Regions from separate parts of the Pan troglodytes genome. Here region 1 is linked to region 2. A link is a contact called in public Hi-C data. All regions are on one chromosome and are shown on one strand. Each heading gives the region's core, a stretch centred on a gene start, on an enhancer-like site or on the middle of the called end of the contact. The rest is flanking DNA. Distances are from core to core; before and after follow the strand shown.

The links. A called contact is a pair of places that touch in the nucleus more often than the background predicts.
Region 1: a contact with region 2 is called in a Hi-C map of induced pluripotent stem cells, with 1.6 times the contacts expected there. The contact joins the promoter of NR2F1 here to the enhancer-like site in region 2. A contact is called at or near these places in 2 of 7 Hi-C or Micro-C datasets (induced pluripotent stem cells and stem cell-derived neural progenitor cells) and 1 of 1 datasets of contacts at active chromatin or transcription factors (stem cell-derived excitatory neurons).

The regions. Positions count from the first base shown.
Region 1 is chr4:22,551,099-22,555,439 of NHGRI_mPanTro3-v2.0_pri, forward strand. NR2F1 (nuclear receptor subfamily 2 group F member 1) reads right to left here and starts at 1,878. Exons shown (of 3, transcript XM_517657.9): 1 at 1-1,878. The coding sequence starts at 84.
Region 2 is chr4:21,285,580-21,290,145 of NHGRI_mPanTro3-v2.0_pri, forward strand. All of the region lies in intron 16 of MCTP1 (multiple C2 and transmembrane domain containing 1), which reads left to right. Among named protein-coding and RNA genes, the nearest start is that of KIAA0825, 230 kb to the right of the region's middle. Within about 2 kb of position 2,797, at least 4 of the 24 cell types and tissues checked have an H3K27ac peak or open chromatin away from gene starts, as enhancers often do. A contact at or near this core is called in induced pluripotent stem cells, where this site is marked.

The sequences.
Region 1 (4,341 bases), core at 628-3,127, 1.3 Mb after region 2:
CTGCGCTGCGGGGTTGGGGCCGCCGGGGTTGCCCCCGGCCACGTCGTCCTGCGGATCTCGCCAGCTGCTAACTACCATTGCCATATCTTTGGGCCCGGGGAGCGCTGGGGGGAGCCGAGCTGCTCGCCGAGGGCCGCGGGGCGCGCGGGCGCGCTGGGAGGGGAAGGGGAAGGGGAAGGGGGGAGGGGGAGGGGGCGGGGGGCCCGCCGGGCGCCCCGGGGTCGCAGGAGCCGAGCCCGAGCCGGACACCGGCCGCTGCCTCCGCCGCCGCCGCCGCTGCCGCCGCTACTGCCTCGGCCGCCCCGCTGCTGCTGCGCGCCCGCCCGCCCTGCTGGCGTTTTGTTGTGGTTCCTGCTGTTTTCTTTCTCTCTTTTTGCAGCCCCCCCAGGCTCTCAGGCTCCCCCCCCCAACACCCCTGCTCCCCTCGCCCGCTCCCCCCGCGCTCCGTTCCTGGGGGGGCCGCGCTCTCCTTCCCCCCTCCCCACCCCCCGGCGAGCAAGCTCCCTTCTCTCGCTTTTTTCTTCTTCCCCAAGTTGCAAAATCAGAAATGGCACAGGCGGCAGCCGGGAGCGGCGCGGGGCGCAGCGCCGGGGGCGGCGGGCATGGGCCACGGCGCGCGCACACACTCGCCCTCCGCCTCGCCCGCACCCCCGCGCACACACACACTCGCACACACAGTCGCTCACCCGCGCCGGGCGCCCGCCCGCCGGCCGCTCGGGCTACGCGCAGCGCGCGGGCTGAGCCGACATAGAGGAAGCCGGCGAGGGCGGAGGCGGCGGCGGCGGCGGCGGAGGAGGAGGTCGCGGCTGCAGGCGCCGCTGGAGCTGCCGCCGGAGCTGCTGCGGCGAGCGCCGCTGGAGGAGCCGCGGCCCGGGCCGGAGTCCGAGCAGGAGTCGGGGCCGCAGCCGGAGCGCGAGCGGAGGCCGGGGCCGCCCGCGGCGCCGCCGCTGTCCCGGCGGGAGCCCTCGCCGGGCTCGGGAGTGCGGGGAGCGCGGTGAGCCGAGCAGGGCGCTGGGCGAGGCTGCCGGCGGCGATCAGGGCGCGCGGGTGTCGGGGGGCCAGGTCCAGGGCCGGACGCAGCCAGCCATTCAGGAAGGCAGCGCTGGAGAGCGGGAGGCAGCCGGCGAGGAAGATCACACACTTTGCTCTTTTTGTTGTGCCGGTGGCGCCGGGCTCTCGCTGCCTTCTTCTTTCGGGAGGTGACGGAAGGGGGAGAAAAATACGGGATAATTCACGCCGGCGACGAAATCACAGCGAAATAGAAAAAATAAAAATCAGAAGAAAATAATTGCCAAAAAAAAGGAAAAAGGAAAAGCGAGAGAGACATCCAAAGTAGGTCGAATAAATAATCCTCTTCTTTTCCTCTTTCTTGCTCCTTCTTCTGCTTCTTCTGCTATAACACACAGAGCTAGTTAAAAAAACCCTGGAGATCGCCCAAAAATGTTCTTTTTTTAGTATTTTAAATAAGTGCTCTTCAGCCGGCAACCAACACCCTCCCTCCAAAAAAAATCATATATGTATAAAATAACGATAAGAAGAATACGAAGGGGGTGCCTCCTCCTCCTCCTCCTCCTTTTTTTTTCTTTAAGTTTAGCCCTCTCTCTTCTTCAGGAATGGAGTAAAAGAGACAAGGAGGAGGGAGAAAAAGGAGAGAAAGGAGAAGAAGAAGGGGAAAACAACTAGTAGAATATGTAAGAAAAGAGAAAGAGAAGAGAGGTTCAGAGAAGAGAGGAGAGAGAGAGGAGAGGAGGGAGAGAGGGGGGAGAAAGGAGAGAGAGAGAGGAGAGAGAGAGAGAGAAGAGAAGAGAAGAAGAGAGAGAGAGAGAGACCCAAAAATTGAATGCGTTTAAACGGGAGGACTCGCAGAGCAATGTTTCCGAAAGGGGGATCTGCGCGAATGTCTGTATATAGTGAACTTTGACACTACTATTGAAACTGACACGTTTCTATGGAGATCGCTGCCTTATATGGAGCTCGTGTCAAGGAGCCAAGAGAAGGGCTGCTGGCAACTGATAATCAAAGGCGACTGACTGGTCAGAGCCCTGAATCGGGGGGAGAGAAAATGGGAGGCTAAGGTTAGCCAAGCCTCCTGCACGCCATTGGTTGGAGAGCCCCTCCCCCCTCCTCTTTTGCTTTCTTTCTCCCCCCCCCCCTTAGCTACCTACAGACTGGGATGGTGTGGGGAGGAGGAGAGAAAGTGAGGGAGGGGGGTGTGTTTCTGACAAGCGCAATTTACATTGAGATCGCCCTGCGCTGCTATTTACTCTGAGACCTGATTAGTATGGGTCGTCTATGGTCACACACATACACATACACACACACACACACACTTACGCTCACACCCCAGAGGGGGAAGGGATGACGAGGGGGAGAACGCCTAGCGATGGGCAAAAGGAGAATTAGAGGGAAATTATTTTGATTTCTTCTGAAAAGTTTTTAAAATTAGATTTTATGAGCGTGAAGAGAGTGTCATTGAAAATGTTTGGAAAAATTTTTAATGGGAATGAAACCCCCACCATTTTAATGATTTGTGAAATATACTGGATTTGGATTGTTTTCTTCTCTCACATATAAGCACAATCCAAGTCTGGATTCTGCTCATTTTATATCCTTTTTAGAAACAAGTAGAAACAGGGTAGGATCTCCCTATTTTTTGATCCAAAGTATACCTTGGTTTAAAAGGTTTAATGATGACAAAGCACACTCCTGGAATTTGCAGCTATTGCCACAAATTCGATCGGAATCAGGGGTTCCTATTTATCCCAAAGATGATTTTAAAAATAAACTTTCCAATCAATCCAATTTTTCCTTCTTTTTTTTTTTTTAATCACCTGGCTGTTCCAAACTCCAACAATGCTTCAATAATTATTAATAAAACAGTAGTAAGTCCCCATATTGTTGCAGGGTGGGGGGAGATTAGTGTGGCCAAGTCAGTCCCGGGAAAAGAGCAAACAAACGAGAAGATGGAGAGAGGGGGAGGCGGAGAGGGAGAGAGAAAAGGGGGAGGGGGAGAGAGAGAGAGGAGAGGAAAGGAAAGAGAGGAGAGAGGAGAGAGAGCGCGCGAGATATTGAGAGAGAGAAGAGAGAGGGGAGAGAGAGAGCGCGAGATATTGAGAGAGAGACAGAAGAGAGGAGAGAGAGAGAGACCCAGAGAGAGAGAGAGAGAGAGAGACCCAGAGAGAGAGAGAGAGACCCAGAGAGAGAGAGAGAGGAGGAGGAGAGAGAGAGAGAGAGAGAGACCCAGAGAGAGAGAGAGAGACCCAGAGAGAGAGAGAGAGGAGGAGGAGAGAGAGAGAGAGAGAGAGAGGAGAGAGAGGAGAGAGAGAGAGAGAGAGAGAGAGAGAGAGAGAGAGAGAGAGAGAGAGAGAGACCGAGACCCCGATTCCTGAATCCTGAAGGTGATTGGTCGCGGGAGGAGGGGCAGGCGGGAGGAGCGGGTCCCGCGGCGGGGCTTGCAGGAATCGCTGGCTCCGGCTGCCACCTAGCGGACGGGAGCCGCTCCCGGGCGGCACACAGCCGAGTCCCTCCTCCCCTCCCCGCAGGCAGCCTGTGCCTTTTCTCCAAACGAAGACAGCACTTTGAAAATTCTTTCAATGGATTTTTTTTTCCTTGAAAGATCGTACTGGGGGAAAATGATACTTCTATTAGTTACATATTCTCCAATCGCATACTCGCACCCCCCTCGTTTTGAGATCGCTCCCCTAGGCAGGCTCAGGCGGGCGCGGAGCGGCGCGGAGTGACAAAGCCGCCGCTGCCGCCGCCGGGGGTGGGAGCCGCGCTCGCCCGCCCGCCCCTCGACTCGCGAGGGCGTAAAAGTTTGTCTCAGCTCGAGCATTCCTAGCGCCAACACGCCCTCAGGTAAAGGTGGAAGTAAATGGCCACGCTGTATTGACAGAGGTAGGGTTTGTTTTTTAATACTCGTTCTCACTTTAAGTCTCACCAGGGAGGGGTTTGGGAAGCACTGCGTGTTTGGGGAACGTTTTGCGCTTCCTGGTCTCTCCAGCCTACAAGTCGGGAGTCGGCGACCGCTTAGTGACGAGCGATCATTTTAAAGAGCAGAATAAAAGGCTTTCCCGTGCCTGCCCCACAGCCCCTCCAGCTCGAATAATGGAGAACTGTCAATGCACTCCGCGAGCGGTGGCCCATTGTACGCAGCTGATGGCGAGGAGGCGACTGGGGGTAGCAGGGGCTCCTTGCCCTCGTCCCTATGCCCAAATAAACGCGCAAACGCGCTCCCGTCTTCTGGTCAGTTAAAAGGTGAAACGAACACGATTAAAATAGACCAAAAGAAAAGAAAGAAAAGAAAACCTTTCTATGTACAGATTCTAAATCGTACTCCCC
Region 2 (4,566 bases), core at 1,547-4,046:
TCGTGTTCACCTTTATAACAATTTTTTTTCCCCAAAAGTAATGTGGTTTAAAAATCATTTTAAGTTGCCCAACATAAATGATAAAATCAAATATTGGATTCACAAACAATAGCCTTTATTGGTTTGTGACAAGTGATCCATCTTTTTACATTACTGCAGCTTTCTGAACCAGATTATTTTTCATAATTGATAATTTGTGAGTCATATATTTGTTATCTGTTCTTTTATGGCTTTGAAAATAGTGAACAATGCCAAAGATCACGAAGCTTTTATAAAGAAAATTATTTTAGTGTAGTTTATTGCCTGGCATTTTCTGAAAGTATGTTACCAATAAGTTTTGCAGAGAATGTAACAAAGATAAAAGTTAACATCCCTTGCTAGAAAGAGACCTGATAGGTCTAGAATTCATACTGATAATAGGAATTTAGTTTTAGGAATTGTTCATATTTAGCATGAGAACAACAAAAATAGATACATTTTAAAAATGTTAAATATAGTCTGCAAGCTAAGAAAAATAGTTTTGTTACATATATGGGCAATTTTCCCAATACCTTGCTATGAGCATTAAAATTACGCCAACAGAATAATGACACTATTTTTCACAGTCAATAATTTTCATTGATTTTGATAGATAGCCTTAGGATAAGTATCCACCAACTATAATACACTTTTTTTCTTATTCAGTTTTATATTTTGTTCCTAAAATGCAGTAGGAAAATTCTTACCCCTTGTTATGGTTTATAATTATGTTATGGGTAGAATTAAGGGCTACACATGAATTTATTTGCCCCAGGTAAATAATAATAAGGTCTTTAAAATCTCTGTTGCCTAAGAGGGCAATATAAAAAACTTTTTACCCTTAATTAATAATTCTCTCACACACTCTAAACATTTTCACTAATTCTGTTCACAGTTTTACTGACTGAACAAAATATGAATCCATTGGAAAAGTAACAATATAATTTACTCAGAACTATATGGGAAGAAAAGTATTTTTAGATGAATTAAATATTAATTTCACAGAAAACTTTAAAATCTGCTTTTCAAAGTTTCAACTATGAATCTGCTTTTACAAATTATATTGTACTTTTTTCAATCTTTCTTAAAATTTCGGCTGAACAATTTAATTATAGAGAACCATTTCTATGAAAAAGATCACCTCCTTAATTAAAATAAAATTAAGATCATTAATCATTGCCTAATTATATTATGATATGTACAATTAAACACCATATATAAAACATTTACTCTTCATGAGACTGCAGTAGTAGGGAAAGAAAACACCTGTAGGTTAATACCTTCACTCCTACTTCTAAACATATGGATTCTATTACACACATTTATTACATCACCTAATTGCTTCAAATTCATACTTCAGTTGAGGGAAATGCTGAACAATGTACAGTTGTCTGTAAATCAGAATAAACTCGCATATTTGTTTCTAATAAATGCCTTTTCTTTGACGATTTTGTTATGTGTGACCTCTTTAACTGAATTTCATCTAAGATTCTTCTAAATATATCAAAAATATAATTAAAAGGTTTATTATTCAAAACGAAAATCAAGTAGAAGAATAGTATTCTTTCCTTATGCCACCTGAGCATGTGCTAAATTGTGTTTAAAATTAAGGATGTGTGGAACATCTTTATCAGATAGGCAAACAGAATGTTTAAACTGTATAAATAGCAATATTAAAGATGGGTAACTTTCCTTTATGCATGCCTTTAAAAATGTTGCCAGTGTGATTTAGCATCTCTAACACTGTGAAGAAGAATTTGCTCTACCTTTTCAGATGTTGTGTTGGCCTCATTTGTGGCATGTGCAGTGATAGTGGGATATGTTTATTTGTGCATATGGAGTGACAGATTGTTGATGTGTTTTAACCATAATATATTATTCAGTTTTGAAACCTACTCTCTTTAGAGTTGGAATTTCTTTGTAATTGAAAGGAAAATGCATTTCTAATAACTTGCCTTATAGTTTTAAAGATCTGCATTTTTAAACTGACTCAGCATATTTCATAAAATGTGGGCTGTTTTATAGATTAGTGAGAATTCAGTGTTAATTCGATGTATTTTTGCCAGTGAAAATCAGATTCCTTTATTGTAAGATGGACTAGTATCTGTGCTTCTGAACTGAAGTATTCAATATTTTCTTAAAGAAGAAATAGTTTAAAAATATATTACCTCTAAATTACTCTAAATATTGAATGTAGATAGTTCTGAACAAATAAATTTTGAAAGCTATGTGGAGTCAGGGATTATGTAGTATACACTGTACCCTTCCCCCACAACTGCTGCCTCACAAGGTTTGTTCAAACCACGGAAACTAATTCCAAATTTGGTGATTGATCACTCTACCAAAAACAATTAAAATTATCAGTATTAGTTCTATGTAGAATTTATATGGAGAATCTGCAGAGATTTAGAGGTATTATAATACATTATTGAGAGAGAAACGTTTCCCCTTCAGAAAAGCAATGTACATTATTCAGAAAGAAAAGAAACCTTCTAAAGATAAAGAGGGAAACAATGCAAAACTCTGAAACTAGATTGTAGTTTTAAAACAAAAGCTGTCAATCCATGTCCCAGTGTGCAGTGTGCAGTCTTTACATGTTCCCAGGCTTAGCTACTTGTCAGTAAATAACTTACAGGCCATTATATAAAATTGTTTACCTATTTTCCCCCTCCATGCTAATTGTCTTGTATGTCATTCTGCAGTTTAGCCTGTAGGTAGCAATCTTGCACCACAGAAGCTCTCCATTTACTCGCTTGCAGTGGAAAAGCTTACACCATTACAGATCTGTTAAATGTAAGCAGTGTTATTTGCATAAATTCCAGACTTTGATGATGGTCTGTGATCTTTGTAGCCTACTGATTACTTATGCAGTTTTTGGGCCTTAAAGTTCACGATTTTGCTCAGAGGTGACTTTACTTTGCATTGTGACCCTATATAGGTGGGAGACCGCAGAACGGTTGGATGCATACCCTGGAATCTTGAAAATCATGAGGCCTCTTTCTGAAATGTAATGCTTTGTTTCTCATACAGCCATTCGGATTTATTTTTTAATCCACAAATCTTCTAAAATAGAGAATAACATTTTAGTACTTATGTAGCAAAGATTACAAAAGCCGTGCTTCTGAAGTCAGTTACCCTCTCACATGCAATGAGGTCATGCTGTTACCATCTCAGATCCTTTACCAGCTTAGACCTATTTAATCTTACTTCTGTGAAGAATAATTAAAAGCCAAAAGGACCAGCATTGTTTTTGTGACTAGTTATATTCAAATAATTACTGCAAAGTGCCATTGCTTATGTATTTTTTAAATGGCAAAGGATTTCCTTCTTTTTTTTGCAGCAGTTTTTTGGAATTATTGACAGCATTGTATTAAACAATTGCAGAGCCTGTGTTCCATACCAAAAAGTACCTTTATTTCTAATTCATGGGTTGAAAATAGTACATGTTTTTAGGATTATAACTTTTGATGTATTTCAGAAAGCTGGTCCTCTTTTTGTTAACATGACTATCTGTCCAATTTTGATCCACTTTTGTTCCTTCATTCTTTCCTTTAACCCCATCGACCGTGTACCTACTCAGCTGCCAGGCACTGCTCTAGATTGGGACGCTAAATTGCTTACTACCTGCCCCCTGTGAGACAGAGATGGAGGCAGGCTACAGAGGAGAGGAGACACTTGAGCTGGGCCCTAGAGGATGAATAGGAGTTAGATGGTAAACAATGGTAAACAAACATTTTAGGCAGAAGAAATAAACGGCACATATTTATTCATTAGTCCTACTAGAAAAGGTCTAATTAGCACCCAAATAATAATCACTTCCAGAATAAAGTATCTGTTTTGTTCTATTAACGTGTTATTACTATTGAAATACCAATTAATAAAGTACCTATGAAAAAGTTTATATTTTATTATAATCATATGTTACTAAAGAAGGAAATAGATTTTAATTACACTAAAATCCTATCAATATATTTTAATTCACACCGATGAGTGTCCAATTCCATTATATTTTTGTGGAGTTCAAAAAAATTATAAACTCCCATTCCTGCATATATTCGTTTGCTACCAAAGAACCCATTGGATTTTTAGAAAATTTAGCCTTGTTTATTTCAGGAATCCTTTGAACAAATTGTTTCTGAATGATTGTATTTCTTAATATGGAAGATCATATTTTATATTAAATTATACTAATAAGAGGAAAAGGAACTAACCTTTTATCAAAACTATGTCAACATATTTCAAATTGTTAGTATTTTAAGTTTCAGGTGTTGACATACAATTTCTTGAACAGTGGGATAATTTCTACAAAATAAGGTGCACTGTATTACTAATTTATTGACAAATTATTTATTGGCAATAAATAAATATTAAGATAAATTATTTAATTATAAAATAAAGTGTTTTATTTATTGCCAATAAATTAGCAATACAGTGCATCTTATTTTGCAGAAATTATCCCACAGTTCAAGAAATTGTATGTCATCAGCAACCACCTTTGTCAATAAAACTTCAACTAATTACTTTTCTGAAATTTGAAATTAATTCAAT